6 separate regions of the Mus musculus genome follow, and all the other regions are linked to region 5. Evidence: chromatin contacts called from public HiCAR-type and promoter capture Hi-C data. All regions are on one chromosome and are shown on one strand. Each heading gives the region's core, a stretch centred on a gene start, on an enhancer-like site or on the middle of the called end of the contact. The rest is flanking DNA. Distances are from core to core; before and after follow the strand shown.

Region 1 (3,475 bases), core at 375-2,874, 610 kb before region 5:
GATTTTTTTTCATTGGAATCCATATGGCAAGTGGGAGGCTCAGGCTGGAAACTTACAACTGTGTTTGGTGAGTATCAGCTTTTCAGATCAGATGTTGGGTGGTTCTAAGCCTACTTGGCACAGAATGGCAAAAGGAAAAATAGTGGAAATATATACAGAATTGCAGCTGAGCTCTAACCCAGAGTCTGAGTTGATTACTCATCCCGGGAAGGTGGATGGGGAAAGGTCTGATTTTGTCACTTGATCCGTTCAGATTCTGTTTGAGTGAGGTGAGGCCTGGGTCCCCCCTACTCTGTTCATTTCTCCCCCCCCCCCCCCACTTCTTCACATTCATGCATTTCAAAGTAAGTTTTGTACATTTTTGGCCAGGTAAATTCTAAAAGTGTCTCCTGGAGAAAATATGTAAATCTCACGAGCCTCGATTAAACTTATTTAATGTTATGGAAACAGGGTCTTGGAATGTAACCCAGGGTGGTCTTACACTTCAGGTAATCCTTCTGCCTCAGTTTCTCAAGTGCTGGAATTAATTACAGGAATGATTCACCAAACCTGACTTTAAATTTTTGTTTTACTTTTCAAAACAGGGTTTCTCTGTAGCCCTGGTTGTCCTGGCACTCACTCTGTAGACCAGGCTGACCTCGAACTCAGAGACCCACTTTCACATCCCGTGTGCTGGAATTAAAGGCCTGTGCTGCTACCACCCAGCTCTGAAGAAAGTAACCGCCATCTAACTTTACCCAGAAGTTAGTAGACAGCATTCTCTTAGAATGCAGCTATTTATTTATTTATTTGTTTATTTATTTTTGTGCTCATTGTAGCTTCCCCGCCCCCTGTGGTAAATACCACTTCTTTGAAAGTTATATATAAATCTTCATTGTTGGTTTATTTCCTTAAGATAGATTCAGAAAGAAGTTACTAGCTCAGAAAACTCATGGTCATGGTTAAGGATCCTAATTTTATCTTGCCAAGCCGCAAGCCCGGAAAGGCTCCCAGAAGGGACTTGAACCCCCACCACGGATTTACAAATCTCCCACAAAGCCCTGCCTTCTGCATATGCTTGGGCTCTGCCCTATTACTTGTTAAGAGGAGAAATCTCTTTTCTGCGATGTGTCCAGTGTTTATCTGGACCTGCACCTCTGGGTAGAGGCGTGTACCCGAAGGGGATGGCAGCTGCAAAAACTACCTGTTCCCTCGGCCCCTCCCGACTCCGCTGTTGTTTAGGAGGCATCCTGGTCCCCCTGGCATCAAGGTGTCTGTTTGGATAGTTGCAAAGATGCCACCCTCAGAGGAGGGGGCAAGATAAAGATTCAATTTCCTGCACAAGGGCCTTTTGTCCTCTGGAAGCTTCTTCCCTCGGGACAGATATTTTCGGTCCATTAGTGGGGCCGAGCGGTGGCTCTGCCAGCAGGCTTGATGATCCATCCACCCCACCCCGTGGGGGGCGGTCAGTGTTCCGGGAGCCCACCTGTGTCCTCCACCTTCCTGCCCTCGCCCCCCTCCCCCGCCCCCGGGCGTGGCCCACCACGGTCACGCCTGGGAAGGATAGAGGAGCCCTAGGCCAACTGGCTGCCTCCTTGCTCCGATCCCGCCCTGGCTCCCGCCGGCGGCCCCAGGCAAAGAGCCACCACCGACTGAGCGGCTCTTTGTGTGCGCCCTGGGTGCGCAGCGCAGAAGCGCAGCGGGCAGCGCAGGTAGAGCGGGGCCGGGACGGGGGAGGGGACGGGGTGCCTGCTCCAGGGTGGGGGGCCCGGGTCTTCGTGATAACTAAGGTTAAGGATAACTAAGGACTCCTGCACCCCAACATCTCGTTCTTACTGCTCTTCCGGGATTCCTATCTGGTTTTCTCCAAGTGTTTCTTATATGTTAGTACCCCATCGGTGCCCTCTAGATTCCCGGGCCGATGTCACTGGATGTCCCTTCTTCGCTGTGGGATCGTAAGAACGGAGTCTGTCCCCGTGGATTCCCAGGGAAGAAGGACTGCTTGTGGGGTAGAAATCGGAAGGGACCAGTCCTAGGAGTCTTTGTTGAGCCTGGGGAGAGAGCGGTTCTCCTCTGGGCGGCAGGGCCAGTTCGTGGGCAAACTCCAAGCTTTCGGGTATAGATGAGTAATCAGGTCTCCAGGTGGGATGTTCCATTTCAAGGAGGGATTTGGACTGAACTGGAGACGCAGCTCTCGTAGCTCACCGGTCTGACAGCTTAGCCAGGCTTGGTGGCGAGAGTGAATTGTGTATAATGTGTGTCATAGTGACAAGTTATGGTTCGCAGGGCTCTTGGAAATGGTCAGTCCGCCAGGGGCTTCACCCCTCCTTTCCCTCTCCCATCCACTAGTAGTGCATCATTTTAAGCTTGCTCAAGAGCTTTGTCACAGAATGCTGAAGAAAAAAATTAGTTTGCAACCAGATCTAGAATTTGGGTCTAGTGGCTTGGCTTTTCGATGTTCAGTCTTGGACACAGCAGTGGGTTTTCTTGGCCGCAGTATGTGCTGTGCGCACCCCAAAAAATGTTCCTTTCTCTTTCCTCCTAATACATAGCAGGAAGGGGAAACAAATTCAATTCCCCCCACACTTCGGAAGGAGGGCTTAAGGGTTCTGGGATTTGAGGCCTGATTACTTGGTACGGTCCAGGCTGTCACTGTAGCCCAGGGTGGCCTGGCCTCCAACTCATAAATTCTGGGATTACAGGACTGTGTTGCCATGCTCTTAGCTAAATACACCAAATGCTGTCTTTTTTTTTTTTTTTTTTTTTTTTTTTTTTTTTTTTTGAGACAGGGTTTCTCTGTGTAGCCCTGGCTTTCCTGGAACTCACTTTGTAGACCAGGCTGGCCTCGAACTCAGAAATCCACCTGCCTCTGCCTTCCGAGTGCTGGGATTAAAGGCGTGCGCCACCACGCCCGGCTAAATGCTGTCTTTTTAAAGATGAGGGAATTGAGGCTCGAACACGGGGGGGGGGGGGGGGGGGGGGGTAGGGGGGGAGGCTGGGGCTAGGCTGACTGGAAGCCCGGGTGCAGAAAGAGCTACATACAGGGAAGAGAAGACAGTGGGTGGGGTGACTCGTTCTAGTCTCATTTTACGAAGGAATCTGACATAGGCTATGAACCCAAAAGCCAGGCTTCCAGCCATGATTTCTCAGTCTTCTGTGTTGTGTGCACTTGTGTTTTCTCTGCCTGTACTAGCTGCCTTTTGTTAGAGTCAGAGGGTCATCAAAGTCTGTCTGGACTGCTGTGCTAGGGGTTTTCTTATGTGAGGAATTTCTCTTAGGTTCATAGAATAATATAATTATGACTCAGATCACAAGATCACCTGACTAGTGGTTTTGTTTTTTGTTTTTTGGGGTGTTTGTTTGTTTGGTTGGTTGGTTTTTTGTTTGTTTGGGTTTTTTTGTGGTTTTTTTTTGGGTTTTGGTTTTTTGGTTTTTCGAGGCTGGGTTTCTCTGTATAGCCCTGGCTGTCCTGGAACTCACTCTGTAGACCAGGCTG
Region 2 (3,835 bases), core at 757-3,256, 550 kb before region 5:
GTACTGCAGGATGCAGAGGGTCAGCTAGCCCACTGTGGCTAACCTGCTCAACTTTGGCTTGCTTCCTGAAAACCAAGGGACACATAGGTGGTGCTTATTCTGCTGGAGAGGAAGAGCGAGACACGTCAGCATCCAGCGGTTCTACCCCAGGTGTTCGGTTCTCGCGGCTTGATGAGGAGATGACGTGATGACGTAAGCATTTTCCCCTCCCTCCCAGTCCTGCCTGAAAATTTGCATCATTCTTTTCTGCTTTGTTTCCTGCCTCATTCCTTTATCTTTTCTTTTTTTTCTTTTTTAATTATTTTTTAAAAATTGAGTATCACAGCGAGGCACAAACCCAAGTCTTTAATCCCAACACTCAGGAGGCAGAGACAGGCGGATCTTTCAGTTCACCGCCAGCCTGGTTTACATAGTGAGTTCCAGGACAGCCAGAGCTGCACAGAGAGACCCTGTCTCAAAAAATCCTACCCCTGCCCCTCTAAAAAAGAGTATTACTATGTAGTGTTGACTGACCTGGAACACTTTATGAAGATCAAGCTGGCCTTGAACTCACAGAGATCTCCCTGTCTCTGTCTCCTGATTGTTGGAATTAAAATCGTGTGCCATCACCACACAGGGCTTTCTGCCTCATTCTGTTAAGCATCTCAGCATAAGGGCCAGAGGAGGTGACATGCTTAAATTTGAGGGCACAATTAAGCATTGGGTCACATTCTTCTACGTCACCTTCCCCAGCCCCCTTTAGATGTATTCCACACTGATATTTTGACGGCTGTGAACTCTTAGGCTGATTCCCATTGCCATCCCATTGGTCAACTCCCACCAGGTTTTACCCACTCATCCAGAGCATTGGTTGGTCCTCCCGATGTCTCTGCTAAAATTTCCTATTGGTTGTTCCTACGGATTTCTCTGCTAAGATTTCCTCATCTTCCTCCTTCATGTGCTCCGAGAGTTCGATTATTCTCAGTACAGTATGCATTATATTCTCATCACAGTTTTAAAAAAATGTGTGTATATATATATATATATAAAGGCGTGCGCCACCACGCCCGGCAGAAGGTGATTTCTGAGGGACTAGGGGCATGGCTCAGTGGGTGAAGGTGCTTGCTGCACTGTACTACATACATGCCTGGTGCCTATTGAGGTCAGAACCAGGGCGGTAGTGAACCGCCATGTTGGGGATGCTAGGAACCAAACCTAGTTTTGCTGCAGAAGCAACAAGTACTGTTAACCTTTGGGCCGTCTCGCCAATCCTCACATACTCACAAATTTAACTGCTTTTCCATCCATCTTTCCCGTTGTTTCAAAAGTGTCAATCTAGCACTTTGTGTAGTGGCTTCCCTCACAGATAAGCGGATTTCCTTTTGTCTTTTAGTGATTATCGGATTGTTGATTCATTAATGCTGAACTTACTGCCAACAGTACTTGTAACTCAGGCCTGAATGTAGCTTACTTAACAGGCCGAGTTTCTCAGGAAAGAGCGTCGCAGTCTTCTTGCGCTTAGAATATTAGACAGAGTTTCGGTAGTGTTCTTGGGAGCAATTTTAGGCAGAAAAAAAAAAAAAACAAACAAAAACAAAAATGCAGGGAAAAGGCACAAAAACTGCATTAAAGAATTCGATTCTAGCGAGAGAATTGAATCAAAAAGGCAGAGCCTCAGCCTTGCTCAAAAGTTGATGGGAACTTTAGCATCTATCTATTCAGCTTTCAGTTTTTACTCGCTGAGCATATCCGGGAGCGACATTTTAATCTCTGATTTTAGAGTTAGAAAAAATATTAGCTTGTGAGCAAATTTCAAAATAAAAAGACAAGTATAAAGAGAAAGTACTATTTCCGCAGATAAGCCATTCTCCATTAAGGACGCACGGTACCGTTGAAAACTACAAGCCCCAGCATGCATCGCTTCTGAGAGGTGGGGGTCCGGAATCCCACAAGGGCCCGGTGAGTGTAGACTGACCAATCGCAGCAGCCGGAAGTGTCGTCTCTGACCACGTGGCACTGCCTGCGCATGTGCGCTCGCCTCTAGGGCGGCCCTAGCTGCTGGTCCTGTACCCCTATGGTCTCGCCCTATATCTAGCTTCGCTATTTTGGGGCAGTGGCCGCAGTCGTGTGGGTAGCAGGCCCCAAGTGACAGCAGCATGGAGGAATTCGACTCCGAAGACTTCTCCACATCGGACGAGGATGAGGACTACTTGCCGTCCGGTGAGCGATTCGGCCTGAGGCGAAAGGAGGGTGGTTTCCACGCTTCACACCTCACTCGAGACTCTCCCGGACGGTCCCCAGGGCGTGGGCCTCGTGATCGCGAGGTCCCCACGGCCCGTGGGCTCCGGAGTTCGGGTTATCAGGACCCCGGCCCTCAGGCGGCCTGGAACACGCATGTGTCGGTTCTGCATAGCTGCTGTCCTGGGCCGCCGCCCCCTCGGAGCGCGGGAACAGGCGCGTGAAGCCCGCAGGCTGAGCGTACTACCTACCTACCGGCTGGTTCTGGAAGCCGACCCGGACATTGGAGATTGTTTTTAGGGAATTGCCAGCTTCCTTCACGTCCGAAACTCAATTGTCCGCCTCTGGGTTCGGAAGGGATCGGCTTGTTAGAAAGTTGATGTGATAATGTGTTTTCCCTCTTTGCAGGAGCTACCCATCGTCCTCTTTTAAGAACTTTTTCAAAAGTTTTATTTTTAGAGATTTTATGGCACGTATATCAGTGTTTTTTCCTGAATGTCTGTCTGTCTCTGTACATCATGTGTGTGCCTAGGGCTTCTGGGACTGGAGTTACAGGTGGTTGTAGAGCTGAGTCGTCTCGCCAGCCCCTTATTATTTTTGTGTATGTATGGCGGTGCATTCAGGTGGCCAAAGAGGACAGAAGGGGGTATCGGGTCCCCAGGTGAAGGAGTTACACTCAGTTGTGAGCCGCCCGACTCTGGAACCAAAGTCAGATCCTTTGGAATGAAGCGCACACTCTTTTTTTTTTTTTTTTTTTTTTTTTTTTTTTTTTGAGACAGGGTTTCTCTATAGCCCTGGCTGTCCTGGAACTCACTTTGTAGACCAGGCTGGCCTCGAATCCACCTGCCTCTGCCTCCCAAGTGCTGGGATTAAAGGCATGCGCCACCACGCCCGGCTGAAGCGCACACTCTTAATGGCCTAGCTATCTTTTTTTTCTTGGGGTGCGGTAGAGGAGCACACTAAGAATCCAGCTTATGCGAGGTCCAGACAAATCTTTTAAACATTTATGTGTGTGAGTGTTTTGCCTACATGCACATCTATTTGTATGTATCTACATGTATATTTAGTGTCTTCAGAGCCTAGAATAGGTATTAATATCCCCTGGAAGTCGAATTATAGACGATTGTGGACCCTTGAATCGGGGCTAGGGATTGTAAGTGGACCCTTTGAAAAAGCAACCCGTGTTCTTAACTTCAGCCAGTATGTCTTTTTTGTTTTGTTTTGTTTCGAGACAGGGTTTCTCTTTGTAGCCCTGGCTATCCTGGCACTCACTCTGTAGACCAGGCTGGCCTTGAACTCAGAAATCCGCCTGCCTCTGCCTCCCGAGTGCTGGGATTAAAGGCGTGCACCACCAATGCCCAACTACCAGTACATCTTAATACCAAAACATACTCCCTTCTCATCTTGTACCTTGCCCTGGCTTAGGCGTTTCCGTAAAGTTATTTATTCCAGTGTAGTTGCTTAGGCGAAAAGTAACTCTAGGCGTTGTGGATAAGAAAGCTAGCTGTGCAGCTTAAGATCCTGAGTTCAGATGCCCAGCACCCACAGAAAAGCTGGAGGTATCTTGTGGGTGCCTCTAACTGTGGCCTTTTGAATGTTGACAGGAGCAATCCTCGGA
Region 3 (3,758 bases), core at 831-3,330, 690 kb before region 5:
CCACATAGGGTTTCTCTTTGTAGCCCTGGCTGCTCTGGAACTTACTCTGTAGACCAAGCTGACTTCGAAATGCGAGATCCCCCTGCTTCTGCCTTCTGATTGCTGGGATTAAAGGCGTGCGCCATCACCACTCAGCTGAGGGTCACTTGTAAAACAAAAAAATACATGTGGCTCATTTACACCAAAAGCATCCCTTGTGCTTGCAGAGGCCAGAAGAGATGTCAGATCCCCTAAAACAAGCTACACATGGCTATGAGCCACCATGTATCTGCTGGGAACCACATCTCGGCCCTCTGCAAGAACAAGTGCTCTTAATGGCTGAGCCATCTCTAGCACCGGGAACTCAATTTTACGTTCTTTTGGCATGGGACCCTAGCAGGTTCTGTGTCCTTGTCTGGATGCGTACTTCTAGATTTTGTAACATCAGGCAACAGCAAAAGTAGGATAGTGGGGAGAAAAATCCATAGTGCCCTGTTATTGAAAGGCGGGGTCTTACTACATAGTCTGGTTGTCCTGGAACTTAACCATATGGAGACCAGGCTGGCCTTGAAGTCGGGTCGCAGAGGTCTGCCTGCCCCCGCCTCCTGAGTTCCACTGAGCCCGGCTCCTGGTGCTTCTGAACCTCGGCAGATGCTCTGCTCTTCTCAGGAAGTGCTTCTCTTTCCTCTTCTCTAGGAAGTACTTCTGTTTCCTGCCATGAAGCCAGAGGACAAGAAGGAAACTGCAGCGACCACTGAAACCCCAGAGAGCACAGAGGCCAGCCCCTCTGTCTAGAAGGCACATGCAACTATGGTGTCTGCATCTCAGCAGATCTGGTCTGAGGGAGCGATTCCTGTGTGGCGCCGTCCATCTGGCCACTGCAGTCCAACCTCCACAAGAGAGAAGAACTAAAGAAGTTCTTTTTATTCCTCGTTACCAAATAAATCATTTCTCTCTTTACCCATGCAGTGTTACTTTTTCTCCCCCGGGCTGCTGGTCTGATGAGTGGTCTAATTAGAGCTCTGTCATTGTATTCTTTTTAAGATTTATTTTTATTATCAATTGTGTGTGTGTGTGTGTGTGTGTGTGTGTGCATTTAGAGTGCAGGTGCCCTGAGGCCAGAGATGTTGGGTCCCTTAGAGCCAGAGTTACAGGCACTGTAAGCTGCCCAGCACGGAGGCTGAAAAACGAAGGTCAGCCCCATGGGAGCAGGGTGTGCTCTTAACTCCTAAGCCAACTTCTCGGCCCCACCTGCAGTCAGAATCTCTAATAAATGTATATTAATGTCTGTCTATTCAGTATGAGCCATTGTGCTGAAATACTGGAAACAACCAGAGAACAAAAGTCAAGTCACTTCTTCCATAAAAATCCCTTTTATTTTCTTTAGGGCTTGAGTGCAGAGTTGAGGGAGAACCAGACCAGATCCAGTGCAGGTTCCTTTTGGCTGGAGGCAGACTTAGACTGCAGTACAGGAGACATGGCTCAGTGCTGCAAGGGATTGATGCTCTTACAGAGGACCAGGCTTCAGTACCCAGCACCCGTGTGTCAGGCAGCTTGCAACCGTGATCCAGTTCCCAATACCCTTTTCTAGCTGCCTTGGGCATTTGCATGCACATATGTGCACAAATTGACAATTGATACAGGCACACGCACATAAATCTTTTAAAATATATACATGCATATATGTCCATAAGACTGTATTTGAAGAGCCGGGCAGTGGTGGCTCATGCCTTTAATCCCAGCACTCCGGAGGCAGAGGCAGGTGGATTTCTGAGTTCGAGGCCAGCCTGGTCTACAGAGTAAGTTCCAGGACAGCCAGGGCTACACAGAGAAACCCTGTCTCGAAAAAAAAAAAAAAAAAAAAAGAAACGATTTGAAGAATAACAATGGGTTATGAGAGAAATGAGTGAGGGCCAGGTCATCCAAGCCCATGACTGAGGTGAGAAACTGTCAGAGGATCTGCTTATAGTTCTGTTCAAAATTTTGATGAGATGCGAGCTAAGTCGGTCTTTGCTGCGGAGGCGGCTTCCTCCCCTTTGCACCGTTCCCACAGACTACAAAGACCAGCGTGCTTTGCGGGCAGAGCTTGACCGGAGCGGCCCTCTAGGGCGTCACTTCCGCTGCGCAACCTGGTTAAACGAGCGTGGCGGTAGAGGGGCATCGCGTGGAGGTTGCGGCGCGTGGATAATAGGGTGTGAGGGACTCCGGATCGGCGTCTCGGGGTTAGCTCTACACAGTTGGCCGAGGGGAGGGCGGTGGGGGGAGACTGTGAGGACCTGTGTCCACTGCTCCCACGGGGAGGGGTCTCAGCCCTGCTAGGCTCTCCAGCCCTGCGGTAGGAAGGGTGGGAAAAGAAGTGTTTGTTTGTTTTTTCAACCTTTGCACTGTTATTTTTAGCCAAAGCAATACCTGTTGTGAGCTGCTTCGTATGAAGGAGCCCTGGGGTTGTAGAGATGAATTACAGCGGACCCAAAATATCGAAACGTTCGACAACTGCGTGAATGACGTGATGTAGTTTGGACCGCTTCGTCCCCTTGTTTTGTAGTTCTAATGTGTACCTCGAATTTAATGGCAGATGGCTACCTTCATAAAATAAACTTCTGTGATGCCTATCAGGAACTAACAGGATTCTGGGATTCCTTCTAGAAATACAAGACTTCTCTGCGTTAGACTTGAAAGTTACAATCTCTGTCAGCCCCTGCCAGAATAGTCATTACCATTTACTGCAAAATGTGCCTGCATTTTGCAGAAGTCTTAGAAATACCTTGCCAAAACATCGCATCAGAGCTCAGAAAAAAAACAAACTAACAAAAAAAACAATTCTGTTGTTTATTCTACAAATGCTCTGCCATCTCTAGCCATCGCGTGAGCTCATCTACGGAGCTTTTTATATAATCGACTGAAGTCGAGCTATATCCAGTGAGCGCTAACAGCCAAGAGTGAGAGAATTTCTTCTGCCAACTGTAGGCCTCTTTCAGATCTGATCTGCATAATGTTCTGTTAGGTTGTATGGAAGTGGCTTGGTGTGCCCGTTACATTGCTTCTCTTCTGCCACCAATACAAATTTCCCAGATCACCAAATGTTGTATCTTCTGAATGCTAATCACAGTATATAGACATTTGCCTTTTTAAGTATTTATAAGAGATGTTAAATACTAGCTAGGTGGCACGTGCCTTTAATCCTAGCACAAAGGAGGCAGAGGCAGGTGATCTCTGTGCGTTCCAGGGCACCCAGGTCTACAGAGCAAGTCCTAGGACAGCCAGGACTGTTACACAGAAAAGCCCTGTCTAGAAAAAAAAATGTTAAATACTATTAGTCATGTTTTAACAGATGTGAAAACTAATTACCCAGGAATCACACAGTTCATCTGTATTAAAACTGAGATTGAAACCTAGAAAGTATAACTCCATGCCCACACCCTTAAACACAGCTGCTGTGAGAGCTTTCAGTGAGAGACTTTGGAAATTTGCTGGAGTGAGGTAGATTAGAAACGGAGGAAAAGAACATTTGTCTCAAAAGAAACCTTGTAAGGTGCTAACATGCCCAAAGCAAGCTGAAATCTGAGAGGACAGTGTAAAACATAGAATGGCCACATTCATTAACTTATCATTTGTGTTGATCTTGAAGAAATAGCTTGTCTTCTGGGCTTCACTCTTTTTTTGTTGTTTTTTGTTTTGTTTTGTTTGTTGAGACAGGGTTTCTCTGTGTAGCCCTGGCTGTCCTGGAACTCACTTTGTAGACCAGGCTGGCCTCGAACTCAGAAATCCACCTGCCTCTG
Region 4 (3,816 bases), core at 147-2,646, 640 kb before region 5:
TGCCTCTGACCCCTGAATGTTGGGACTGAAGGCACGTGCCACCCCACTGCAAGGGTAGCTCTCTAACATTTTATCTAGGCCGATGAAAAGATTGATCTGGCTAGGGTTTCATCTGTCATCTTTTGATCCATAGATAGACCCTGTTAGAGCATTCCAATCCCCAACAACACTGGAAAGAAATGGATGAACTAAGGGCAAAGCTATACAACTACAGCCACCCAAGAGCCGACATTTTCATTTGGCCTGTTGCTTCTCTCTGAACAGTTAACATTTATCCTCCTGCTTCTCAAAGGGACTGTTTACAAGCAAAGCACTACAATAGTAAGACTTTATGTCCTTCAAAAATCAATAGTGATATCAGAAACGATCGCCCCAACTAGGGCAGAAAGCAGAAATAAAGCAACATACTTATTGATTAGAGGCAAAACGAGAGCATTTCAGATTTGTTAGTCAAACAAGGATGGCAGAATCAGGGTAAAGAGAAACTCGAAGTTAAAGGTCCAGCGTTAAAGATGACTACCTTGAAAGGATGCTACCGTATCCAACCCCAAATGCCAGTCTCCCTCCACCATCATTCCCCAAAGTGGCAGTGACCTGTTGCCCTGTCCTAGAACACGGTTCCTTACATAATTGGTGAGGGAGCCGAGAGGCTGCAAGCAGCTTGCTGCCCTAGATCGGGAGATTCAGCACTGGTGCCCCTGGACAGCACCAGCCCCTTAAGCCCCAAGCTTGGGCCGGCGGAACCCCAGGCTGTCCTCGGTCTCTGGGCTACACCTTGAGACCTTAAGTTCTCAACTGTTGCACGGCCTAGCGCGCCCGCCCGACACCTCTCCTAGACGCTAAGGGTGACAGCGGGGTGAGGGGGCGGGGAGTCCACACTCACCGGAACTCGGTCGGGGTACTTCGCTCTGATCTTCGCGGATTCCACGCATCTGTGTTCTGGGGAAGAAGAAAACCAGGCTGACATTCGCACTTGCCGGACAGCAGGGCCGCCGCTGCCGGAACCCCTTCTTCCTGTCCGCCCTTCTCCGCCCGCAACCTGCCTGCGTGCGTACGCCCCGAGTCCTAGCCCCGGAGTCCCTCGCCACAGATCCCCTCAGGAACTCCCAGCGAGATCCACGTAGGGCGACACGGGTCCGTGGGAGGCGCCAGGATGCCGGGGCCTTGGCGACCCAGCGGGCCCGGCAGGGCGGCGGGAGTGGGGGAGGGGCCGCGATCTGGGGCCCCGCAGGCCGACCGCGCTTACCCAGAGAGTGGTCCTCCTTAAACATCCACTTCATGGCGACGGGAAGCGACGGAGCCGGCTCTTCGAGCCGCGGACTTCGGCGAAGCGACCACAACAACAACGGAGGCGGCGGCGGCAGCGACGACTACTCCACAGGCGGGACTTCCGGCTGCCGGAGCCTAGCAACCTCCCGGGGCGGGGCTTCCGGCGGGCCTGGTAAGAGCTTCAGTAGGCTACGATTACGTGAGAGGGCGGAGCCTAAGCGGAGACCTAGGAGCGCTCCTGGGAATGGAGACTGACGTAGGTGGCTGGGAAGTCTGTGAGTGACAGTGGAGACTTTAGGAATTAGTGACTGGAATGGAGTTTCAGGATTGTGCATGACAGGCAGGTCATGGCTCATAGCTTGGAACGCTTGTAAAGGGCTCTGGAAGGGGAAGTCTGGGGCTTAAGGAGAAATGAATATTAATTTTTGGCTGGGTGAGAAGGCGGGAGCTCGGCATGGAGGGATAACCTGTTCCAAGCGCTGTGTGCAACGAGTACTGGTGACCACCTAGAGGTCTAGTATAGGAGTTGTTGCACCTAAAATTTGATTTAAACAAATCTCACTTCCCACTCACGAATACATATTTTAAACATTCATGAACACTTATGAACAAGTACCACACATACTCATTTAGTCAACGGAATATCCCTGATCACAGAGATTCTTTATCGGAAACTGTCAGAGGCGAAGTGCCAGTGTCAGGCGGGGAGGATTCCTGGGAGAGCTGGTCATAAGACACCCTAGGAGAAGGAGCTGGCAGTGGGAGTGGCTCGGCACTAACCCTGAGCTGTGGGTGTCACCTGCCCTAGGCACAAGCCTCGAGGTTCCACCCCTGTCCAAGTCGTAGCATAGTCATCCAGGAAGTCGGCTCTGGGTCACCATCTGTTTATGCACTGGTGAACACAGAACATGAATATGCAGTTAATCGGCCACCTGACCACGTGCTTATATGATCTGCCGCATCTGTAGAGCCAGTGTTTGAACCTTGTCATCAATCATTCCCTACAGTTGAAATTCCTGATAGATGCTGTGGCTATAACTTCATTCTGAAAGTATTTGTTATTTTCCACTGGGGGGAGGGGAGAGACTCAGTTCCCAGCAGGTAAAAACGCTTGGTGCCAAGCCTGCCAGACGGAGTTCAATCCTGAGGACCCAAGTGATGGAGGACAACCTGTTTACAAAGGTTATCTTCTGGCCTCAAGGCATTCACTGTGGCAAGCCTCCATACACATACACACCCAGATGCAGGGAAGATAATGAAAATCTTAAGGAAAAAAAAATTTAATTTAAAGAACTTTTAAAACTTTGTGTTAGCTGGGTGTGGTGGCCCATGCCTTTAATCCCAGTACTTGGCAGGCAGGTGGATTTCTGAGTTCAAGGCCAGCCTAGTCTACAGAGTGAGTTCCCAGACAGCCAGGGCTACACAGAGAAACCCTGTCTGGAAAAAAAAAAAAAAAAAAGACTGTGTCTGAGCAACTAGGTGTTTGTCTTCTGCAAAACAAAAAATGCATTGAGTGTTATGTTGCAGACATAACACAGTGCTGTTCTGGAGACTGGGAGAAATCCATGGAGCAAAACAAACAACACCCCTGCTGTAGCAGAGCTTTTGTGCCTTGGGAACAGAAACTAAATGTCAGGTGATGACAGGTGACATTTAGAAAAGTAAAACAGTGGATGACAAGAACATGAAGCACTGCTGGGGTGGAGGGCTACTACAGAAATTGTCAACTGCCAGGAACACAGGGGACCCCAAGTGGCTAAAGAAATGAGAAGGAGTGGGACGAGATAAGGGTCAGAAAGATCTGGAACAAACCGGTGTTTTGAGTTGCACAACTGTGACTTTTACCATCAGGTAACAAGAGCTTTTAAGAAGATCTGTAATGCATTCAAGCATTTTTTTTTTTTTCAAGATAGGGCTTCTCAATTTAGTCCTGGCTGTCCAGGAAATCACTCTGCAGGGCAAGATAACCTAGAACTCAGAGATCTGCCTGCCTCTGCCTCCTGAGCTCCCGGAACTAAAGAACTTTGCCGACACGCCCAACTCATTCAGACATTTTTTTTAAACGATCAGGTTAACCTGGGAGTGTAGTTCAGAGATGGAGCACACCCAGGCCTGGATTTAATCCCCAATGTAAGAAAGAGAGAGACGGGAAAGAAATCACTAGCTGGAGATTTAGCTTAGCCAGTAGAGGACAGCATGCCTGAAGCCTTGGGTTCAATCCCTAGAAACACATAAACCAGCCTGGAGGTTTATACCTGAAATCTCAGTTGTTTGTTTGTTTGTTTGTTTCTTTTGTTTTTTTGGGGTTTTTTTTTTTTGGTTTTTTTTTTTTTTTTTTTTTTTTTTTTTTTTTTTTTTTTGGTTTTTCGAGACAGGGTTTCTCTGTGTAGCCCTGGCTGTCCTGGAACTCACTTTGTAGACCAGGCTGGCCTGGAACTCAGAGATCCACCTGCCTCTGCCTCCCCAGTGCTGGGATTAAAGGCATGAGCCACCACGCCTGGCTTTTTGTTTTGTTTGTTGAGACAGGGTTTCTCTGTAGAACAGCCC
Region 5 (4,020 bases), core at 1,359-3,858:
CAAACTGAAGAGCCGCAAGTGTTCTTATCCATCGAACCTTCTCTCTGACCCCTTGTTTTAAGGACAGGATCTTACTCTGTAGCCCAGACTGGCCTGAAACTTCCTATGTAGCCCAGACTTGCTCAAACTTACAACAATTCTACTGCTTCAGTCTCTTAAATGCTGGGAATTTGCATGGTTCAAATTTCTTTTACCATGTGATATGGTACCAATGTACTTACAATTATTGTTGTTGTTGAAGTACTGGATCTTGAACCCAGGGCCTCAGAGATGCTAGGCAAATGCTTTACCATTGTGCTACACTTATTAATTTCTTAATTAAAAAATTTTGGGGTGGGGTATAAATAAATAAATAAATAAATAATTTCCAGGAGATTGTTCAGTATTTGATCATGGGCCTATGTATTCTGCTATGTGAAAAGTAGTTCGGAATTAGAGAGATCAGCAGTTACAAGCACACTGCCCTTCCAGAGGACCCAGGTTCAATTGTACACATCAAAATGGCAGCTCACAACAGTCTGTAACTCCAATTCCAAGAGATCTGAAGACCTCACACAGGCATACATGCAAACAAAACACCAATGCACATTTAAAAGACATGATAAAAATCCAAAGTCTAGAGAATACTTATAAATCCCAGCACCAAGGAAGAAACTCAGGAAGATTGGGAGTTCAAGGACAGCTGGGTCCACCTGGGCTATAAGAGACTGTCTCAGAAAAGAAAAGGAATTCAAGATATATTTACGTTTCTTATCTATATTTAAATAATTTTTAAAGATTTATTTATTATACATAGGTACACTGTAACTGACCTCAGACTTACCAGAAGAGGGCATCAGACCTCATTACGGGTAGTTGTGAGGCACCATGTGGTTGCTGGGATTTGAACTCAGGACCTTCGGAAGATCAGTCAGTGCTCTTACCTGTTGAGCCATCTCTCCAGTCCTATATTTAAATATTTTACATAAAGCTAATAAAGACTTTGATGGCTAGAGTCAAATTTTCTGTTTGCTTCCTTTCATTGTGTAATTAGCCAACAAAGAGAACCGTTCAAGATTTTTCTTCCTGGTCCACAAAATATCCGTGTACATACAAAAATAAAAAAATCCTTTCTCCTGCTGGGCGTGGTGGCGCACTCCTTTAATCCCCGCACTCGGGAGGCAGAGGCAGGCAGATTTCTGAGTTCGAGGCCAGCCTGGTCTACAAAGTGAGTTCCAAGGCAGCCAGGGCTATACAGAGAAACCCTGTATCGAAAAACAAACAAACAAACAAACAAACAAAAATCCTTTCTCCTTATTTTAGCCACTCGGGACACCAGCAGCAGCTTGTTCTGATAGCAAGAAAAGGGAAAGGATAACTGTCGGTACACGGGGAACTGAAGAAGTGGCTCACAGGTAGAAAACTGGCTGCTAGTCCCCAGGCTCCGTTCCCAGCACTTACTTATTTTCTGTATATGAGTACACGGTTGCTGTCCTCAGACACACCAGTAGAGGGCACCAGATCCCACTGATGTTTGTGAACCACCATGTTCCTGGGAATTGAACTCAGGACTTTTGGAAGAGCATTACAGTGATGTTAACCACTGAGCCATCCCCTCAGCACTGTGAAGAGGGCTTTTGGGTTGTTTGTTTGTTTGTTTGTTTGTTTAAAGACCTTTAAGTAAGATTTCCTTCTTCAGAAACATGTTTGGAAAATCTTACGTGACAATTTATATTTCCAAGCCATTTATCATAGTAGTTTTCAAGTTGAAGACATTGTGCAAGATTTAAAAAAAAAATTTTTTTTTCCGACCATTGCGGACAAGTTGCTCAACCCAATGAGAGACTCTACAGGCTCTGGAACTCTGGGGACAAACTTTTAAAATCATCGATAAACTCTTTAATAAAACCTTAGGAAGAAGCAGGGGAAGTCACTTTTAAAGAATTATTTATTTATTTTATGTATATGAGTACACTGTTGCTGTCTTCAGACACACCAGAAGAGGGCATCTGATCCCATTACAGGTGGTTGTGAGCCACCATGTGGTTGCTGGGACTTGAACTCAGAACCTCTGAAAGAGCAGTCAGTGCTCTTAACCACTGAGCCATCTCCCCAGCCCCCGGGAAGTCACTTTTAACATTTTCTTTCTTTCTTTATTTTCTTTTCTTTTTTTGGTTTTTCGAGACAGGGTTTCTCTGTATAGCCCTGGCTGTCCTGGAACTCACTTTGTAGACCAGGCTGGCCTCTGCCTCCCTGAGATTAAAGGCGTGAGCCATCACCGCCCGGCCACTTTTAACATTTTTCACTCTCAGTAGAAGAGGAAGGGGAAAAAAAAAAAAAAAAAAACCAACTCTCTTCCTCAGGGCTTCTTCCCGCCGAACAGTTCAAAGGAAGGGGCGCGAGATGGCGGACTCCGCACGACTACCAATTGCAGGAGGCGCCTTGGCCGGAGGTTCTCGCCCAGAAATGTATCAAAGGCTGACCAATGAGGGCGCCACTATTTCAGCTGGCGGCGACCGACGGAAGAAGAAGAGAAGAGATTGGTCGCCGTCCGCAGTGGCTGGCCAATAGGAGCTCGCCGAGCCGCGGCTCCAGCGGGGGCGCCTCAGGGTCCAGAAGAGCTGCTGGGCGCGGGCGGAGCGGGTGCGCAGTAGGGGATGCGCGGTAACGATGGCCGAAGTCGCGGTCGGCCAGGCGTCCGACTTGGTCCCCTCAGGTGAGGCTGCTCCCTGCTTCTTCTCCGCCCTGGGGGCCTCTGGATGCGGGTGGTGGTCCCTTGCTCTGCGGCTGCTCACGGGGCCCAGCGAGGTGGGCGGAGGGCGCGCTGGGAGCTCGGCGGTCTCCTTCGGTCCGGCCTGAGGACCTCGACCTTCTTCCTCCTCCTTTCCTGAGGAATGGGGGGTGGGGGAGAGCTCGGGAGGAGCTGAGACGGGGCTCGGCTCGCACCGATTGCGGACCCTCCACGGAGTCGTTCTCCGGGTGCTTCCCGCGCGGGTCGAGCCCCGGTGACTGACTCTTTGACCCTTGTCGCTCGCTGTTTTAACTTTTATCACCGCAGCGGAACTGCGACCGAAGGATATTTTCATTCTCCTCTTCCTGCGGGGAGGCGGGCGTGGGCAGACAGGTTAGGAAACTTAACTTTGGTTCCGCAGCTACTAACAGGGCGAGCCTGGATACGAACCCGGGTCTGACTGAATCCCCGCGGGCTCCCGGCGACCTGTTTATTGGGGCAGCCGTCGCTCCCGCCTTCTGTGTTTATCGAAACCAAAGCTTAGCAAGGGTGGGGGGCAGAGGTGGAGTTCACGGTCTGAGGGCCGCTGACTTTTCGGGGCCATCGGACTAGCGTTTGTGTCACTTAAAGAAGGGGCTCATACGAGCACGAGCCCAGGATTTGGGGAACGTGTTTTGTTTTTGGATGTGTGTGTGTGTGTGTGTGTGTGTGTGATTGAGGAACTAAATTGTAAACTTTAAATAGCAGCCTGTAAGAAGCACTGTTCAGAGAGGACAGTTAAGTGCATCTAGACCTAACTTAGGCATGCTTATTTGTGACAGTCCCCCTCTGGAATCCGGACTGCTCTCAAACTTGAGGCAATCCTCCTCTCTCTCTCTAATGATGGAATTACAGTTTTGAGGAAATATGCAAGGAGTATGGGGGGGGGGAGCTATTTTTAAAAGATAATTCTTGTGAGGATGTCGTTAAACTTTAGAGCCATATTAAAAGCATCAGTTCACATATTTTTGAGTAGTGAAGAGCTTAATTTTTAAAGCCTATCACCTTTTTTGCATAAAAATTTAAAATTGATAAGATTCTTTTCTAGAAGTCTGCTAGAGTTTTAGTAGTGAACAGCTCCTGGTATATTCTTGATTGTAGCTTTTGGTTTATCATTTTGGACTTTTTTTCCTTGTGTTTTTGAGAAGTGGAAGACACGATCAGTATTATTTAGCACCAGCAGTGACAGTCAATGGATGCTGTGTGAACTTCACTGCTGTTACCTTCTAGTTGAAATCAGAACTGGTTGCTCTCTAGACATGCCATGGAAG
Region 6 (3,881 bases), core at 1,263-3,762, 580 kb before region 5:
TCAAATCCCAACAACCACATGGTGGCTCACAACCATCTGTAATGAGATCTGACTCCCTCTTCTGGAGGGTCTGAAGACAGCTACAGTGTACTTACATGTAATAAATAAATAAATAAATAAATCTTTAAAAAAAAAAAAAGAAGCCAGACATAATTTGCACAGAAAGTTGCAAGCCAGCCAAGAGAACGCAGCAAGACTTCATCACAAACCAAACCAAAAAGGTAATAGAAATTGTGGGAGTTTATTCCAAAGGAGAAATGAGAAGATTGGATGACCAGAAAAGGCAAATACTCAAAAGTCTCAAAGTACATTTTCCCTACAAAATATCGATGCTTTGCTTTCTAGGTCCTTCCATTTGGCTGTCAAACCACCAAATTTTCATGTCTATATAGGCAATCTACAGATTCTCCCTGGAAGGCTTCTTAGGGACCTTTGTGAAGTGCTGGGGATCAAACCCAGAGCTGCAGGCATATGAGGCAAGGCGTCTCTCAGAGCTATAACCAACCCAACTTTAACTTCTTTCCTTTGGGAGGGAGGTGAACATCTGGGCATTAATGGATATAGCACACTTATGGGAAAGGGCTGTTGGCATTGTTCATGCTATCCTGTAAAAGCAAAAATCCTACAAAATCTAAAATGCTGACAAGATGTCTAAATATACTGAAAAACAGTTGCTGTAAAAGGTTTTAAAGTTATTGATTTATTATATATGTGTATTAGTCTGGATTCTGCAGAGGGAGAGAACTTAAATATTTATATTTATTAATGAATATGTTAAATTATTTATTGAATGTATCATATATATATATATATGTATATATATGATTTATAGAGTGGCTTACAGGAAGTGGTCCAGCTAATCCAGCAATGGCTGTCTACTAATGGAAGGCCCAGAGTCCAGGAGTTGTTCAGTCCATGGGGCTGGATGACCCCGCTGGTCTTTCAGTATACACTGGAATCTCTAAATAGGTTCTAATGCCAGTGTCTTAGTTTGGGTTTTACTACTGTGAGGAGACACCATGACCGAAGCAACTCTTATAAAGGCAAACATTTCATTGGGGCTGGCTTACAGTTTCAGAGGTTCAGTCCATTATCATCATGACAGGAAGCAGGGCAGCAGGCATGCTGGAGAGGGAGCTGAGAGAATCTCAGCAGGAGAAACTGTCTCCTCCGCACTGGGGTGGAGCTTAAACACTAGGAGACCTCAATGCCTGCCTACCCAGTGGCACACTTCCTCTAGCAAGGCCACACCTCCTAATACGTGCCACACTTCGCATGGGCTAAGCATATTCAAACCGGTAGATGGCGTGGTTCAGATCAAAGGTGGATTTTCCACCTCAAAGATCCAGATTATAGGTATTGCTACTTTAAATCCCTCACAGGTTTCGCCAGCCATTGCGGTTTTAGTTCATTCCAGGCGTCGTCAAGTTTACAACCAGGGAGAGCCATGGCCATATGTGTGTGGGAACCTGTGCAGGTCAAAGGACAACTTGCAGTTATGGGTTCTCTTTTACCACGTGGGCTCCTGAGATGGAACTCAGGTCACAGCTCCTAAAAGTTTCAACTTCTGTGACTTAGAGAATTTCTGGTCCTTTTTTTCTTTTTGGTTTTTCGAGACAGGGTTTCTCTGTATAGCCCTGGCTGTCCTGGAACTCACTTTGTAGACCAGGCTGGCTTCGAACTCAGAAATCCGCCTGCCTCTGTTTTGGTCCATTTAAAAAGTCTTATTTTTGCTTGTTGGTTGTTCGGAAGTTGAACCTACAGTCTTTTGTTTTGTCTTGTATTTGCTTTGGTTTTGGTTTTGACAGAGTTTCTCTATGTAGCTCTGGCTGTCCTGGAGCTTATTCAGTAGAGCAGGCTGGCCTCGAACTCAGAAAGCTGCCTGCCTCTACCTCTTGAGTGCTGAGTTTAAAGGCACGTATCACCACCGCCCAGCGAACCTATAGACTTTGACAGGCTAAGCAACTGGGGTTGGAATCTAGGGATGTGCAGCTAGGCTGGTTCTCTGTCAATACATATTCAGTCCTACAGAGAAATTTGAGTAGGCTAGTGGTCACTTAATTTTTATTTTTGGTGATGTATCCTTGTATACTATTTTAAAATGTATGTGAGTCTATGTGTATGTGAAGGTAAAAAGACAACCATGGGAGTTGGTTCTCACCTTTCACCATATGAGTCCTAGGGATGGAAGGCAAATCCTTCATGCTTGGAGGCAAACACCTCGCCTCTACCCGCTGAGCAATCTCACCGGACTTGTCCTACTTAAAGGTGGCACTAAAGAGGGCAGAGCCCAACACACCCAGATGGAGCAGAAGAAACTTGCCACTAGGGGCGCAGCATGCCGTGGGTTTCTCTAATCGAACGCAGCGCCAGGGGGCGGGAACAACCGTTACCCCGCCCCCTCCATCTGCGGCGCCCTGTGATTGGAAGGAGAAACGATTACTCTAGCAGCGCCGTTGGAGTGGGCGGGAGAAGAGGGCCGGCCAAAGGTGACGCCGTGGCTGCGGAGGTGCGGTACTCCGCGGCGCGGCGGGCGGTGGATGGCGGCGGGATGGAGCGCGAGGGGAGCGGCGGTGGCGGCGGCTCAGCCGGGCTCCTGCAGCAGATCCTCAGCCTGAAGCTCGTGCCGCGGGTGGGCAACGGGACCCTGTGCCCCAACTCCACTTCGCTCTGCTCCTTCCCAGGTACGCCCCGCCCCGCGCCTGCGCACTGCGCACCTGTCGCCTGCCTCCCAGGGCGAGGCCGAGGCAGCCCTGGAATCGCACTTGGGGCGACGGCTGTCCAGTCCTAGTGACTGCTAGTATCCTTCCTCTGAGAGCCTGTGTGCTGACGCTGTCCTCTGACTCTGTCCTACACCCACTTTCCCACCAGCCTGCTCAGACCTGTTGCGGATTCCCCCACCCGCACCTAGAAGAACTTAAGACAGAACTTCTAAATTGCTCTTAGCTCTTACCCGGGCTTCGCCGCCTTCTGCCAGGAGGGCTTTTAAAGTTACATTTACATTGTAGAACTGCTACAATTCAGAAAGTTGTGGAGAAGAGAATGATCCCCTGAGGTTATTAATAAAGGCCCTCAGGGGAGGGCATGATTGCTTTGGGTTTTTGAAGGCAAGACGACAGAGGCGGGGGTGGGGTGGGGTGTGGGGGGGTAGGGGTATTAGGACACTGCCGCAAAGAGAAACTAACCCAGTGACGTTGTAAAAGAGGATGACGGGTGGGATTGCTGACTGCAACCTTCGACCAGACACCTGTGAGTCTCATCTACTGGGCAGCGACTGCCAGGCGCCTCTCGGTGGACACCTGGGACCTGCCTGTGTAGTAGCTGACAAGGTGGCTGCCTTTTTGTTTTGTGGCAGCTGAAGATGTTAGCTTGTGATCCTGCCCACAAGAAAAGAGTCTGGGAGTTCAGATTGTTTCCAGAAGTACTAGTGTCCCACCTGACAGTGATTACAAATAAATACATATATAAATAAACAAACAAATCTGAAAGTGATTACAAATAAGTAAACACACAGACACACAGCATTCTGGCGACCTTCTCCAAAAGATGAAGGGTTCTTTCTTTCCTAGGATTCAGTGAGTCTGTTCTAACTCATTTTCTTACTTCTCTCCCAACTATTAAGGAGATTTCCAAACCTGAGAAGGCGAAACAGAGAATAACAAGTACCCATATGCTTAGTTCGGGTGGTAAAAGTCACATGTCTACTTAAAAGCTGAGGCTCATTAGGCACTTGTGAGACCATCATAGGTGGGGTTAGGTAGGCCTAGATGGTAGGCTAGATTATGGGGCCACAGTTGTATATTTGGCTGGTGTTGATGGATGTCTCATGCAAAGCAGGACTATTCTGGTTTTACAGCCTTGGTCACATCAATGTGCATGTG

The links. Promoter capture Hi-C pulls out the DNA fragments that hold promoters and counts their contacts. HiCAR-type assays count read pairs that join an accessible place to other places.
Region 1: a promoter capture Hi-C map of liver shows a contact between it and region 5, with 2.3 times the contacts expected there. The contact joins the promoter of Chst5 here to the promoter of Rfwd3 in region 5. A contact is called at or near these places in 2 of 39 promoter capture datasets (hippocampal neurons and liver), 1 of 115 datasets of contacts at active chromatin or transcription factors (embryonic stem cells) and 1 of 9 other capture datasets (adipose tissue).
Region 2: a HiCAR-type map of fibro-adipogenic progenitors shows a contact between it and region 5, with 4 times the contacts expected there. The contact joins the promoter of Cfdp1 here to the promoter of Rfwd3 in region 5. A contact is called at or near these places in 1 of 39 promoter capture datasets (liver), 2 of 484 Hi-C or Micro-C datasets (embryonic stem cells and olfactory sensory neurons) and 1 of 115 datasets of contacts at active chromatin or transcription factors (fibro-adipogenic progenitors).
Region 3: a promoter capture Hi-C map of neutrophils shows a contact between it and region 5, with 7 times the contacts expected there. The contact joins the promoter of Adat1 here to the promoter of Rfwd3 in region 5. A contact is called at or near these places in 4 of 39 promoter capture datasets (the C10 cell line, liver, neutrophils and 1 more), 6 of 484 Hi-C or Micro-C datasets (CD4 T cells, embryonic stem cells and epiblasts), 1 of 115 datasets of contacts at active chromatin or transcription factors (embryonic stem cells) and 1 of 9 other capture datasets (liver).
Region 4: a promoter capture Hi-C map of pre-B cells shows a contact between it and region 5, with 4 times the contacts expected there. The contact joins the promoter of Gabarapl2 here to the promoter of Rfwd3 in region 5. A contact is called at or near these places in 6 of 39 promoter capture datasets (the C10 cell line, erythroid cells, liver and 2 more), 2 of 115 datasets of contacts at active chromatin or transcription factors (embryonic stem cells and memory CD8 T cells) and 1 of 9 other capture datasets (liver).
Region 6: a promoter capture Hi-C map of erythroid cells shows a contact between it and region 5, with 6 times the contacts expected there. The contact joins the promoter of Tmem170 here to the promoter of Rfwd3 in region 5. A contact is called at or near these places in 2 of 39 promoter capture datasets (erythroid cells and pre-B cells), 1 of 484 Hi-C or Micro-C datasets (CD8 T cells) and 1 of 9 other capture datasets (adipose tissue).

What each region holds. Positions count from the first base shown.
Region 1 is chr8:111,908,348-111,911,822 of GRCm38.p6, reverse strand. Chst5 (carbohydrate (N-acetylglucosamine 6-O) sulfotransferase 5) reads left to right here and starts at 1,624. Exons shown (of 2, transcript NM_019950.2): 1 at 1,624-1,691.
Region 2 is chr8:111,852,508-111,856,342 of GRCm38.p6, reverse strand. It overlaps Cfdp1 (craniofacial development protein 1), which reads left to right and starts at 2,006. Exons shown (of 7, transcript NM_011801.2): 1 at 2,006-2,199. The coding sequence starts at 2,136.
Region 3 is chr8:111,990,624-111,994,381 of GRCm38.p6, reverse strand. Adat1 (adenosine deaminase, tRNA-specific 1) reads left to right here and starts at 2,080. Exons shown (of 10, transcript NM_013925.5): 1 at 2,080-2,201. It overlaps Kars (lysyl-tRNA synthetase), which reads left to right. Exons shown (of 14, transcript NM_053092.3): 14 at 676-943. The coding sequence ends at 774.
Region 4 is chr8:111,938,283-111,942,098 of GRCm38.p6, reverse strand. Gabarapl2 (gamma-aminobutyric acid (GABA) A receptor-associated protein-like 2) reads right to left here and starts at 1,396. Exons shown (of 4, transcript NM_026693.5): 1 at 1,247-1,396; 2 at 884-939. The coding sequence starts at 1,280.
Region 5 is chr8:111,298,810-111,302,829 of GRCm38.p6, reverse strand. It overlaps Rfwd3 (ring finger and WD repeat domain 3), which reads left to right and starts at 2,608. Exons shown (of 13, transcript NM_146218.4): 1 at 2,608-2,695. The coding sequence starts at 2,650.
Region 6 is chr8:111,875,306-111,879,186 of GRCm38.p6, reverse strand. It overlaps Tmem170 (transmembrane protein 170), which reads left to right and starts at 2,512. Exons shown (of 3, transcript NM_025781.2): 1 at 2,512-2,684. The coding sequence starts at 2,552.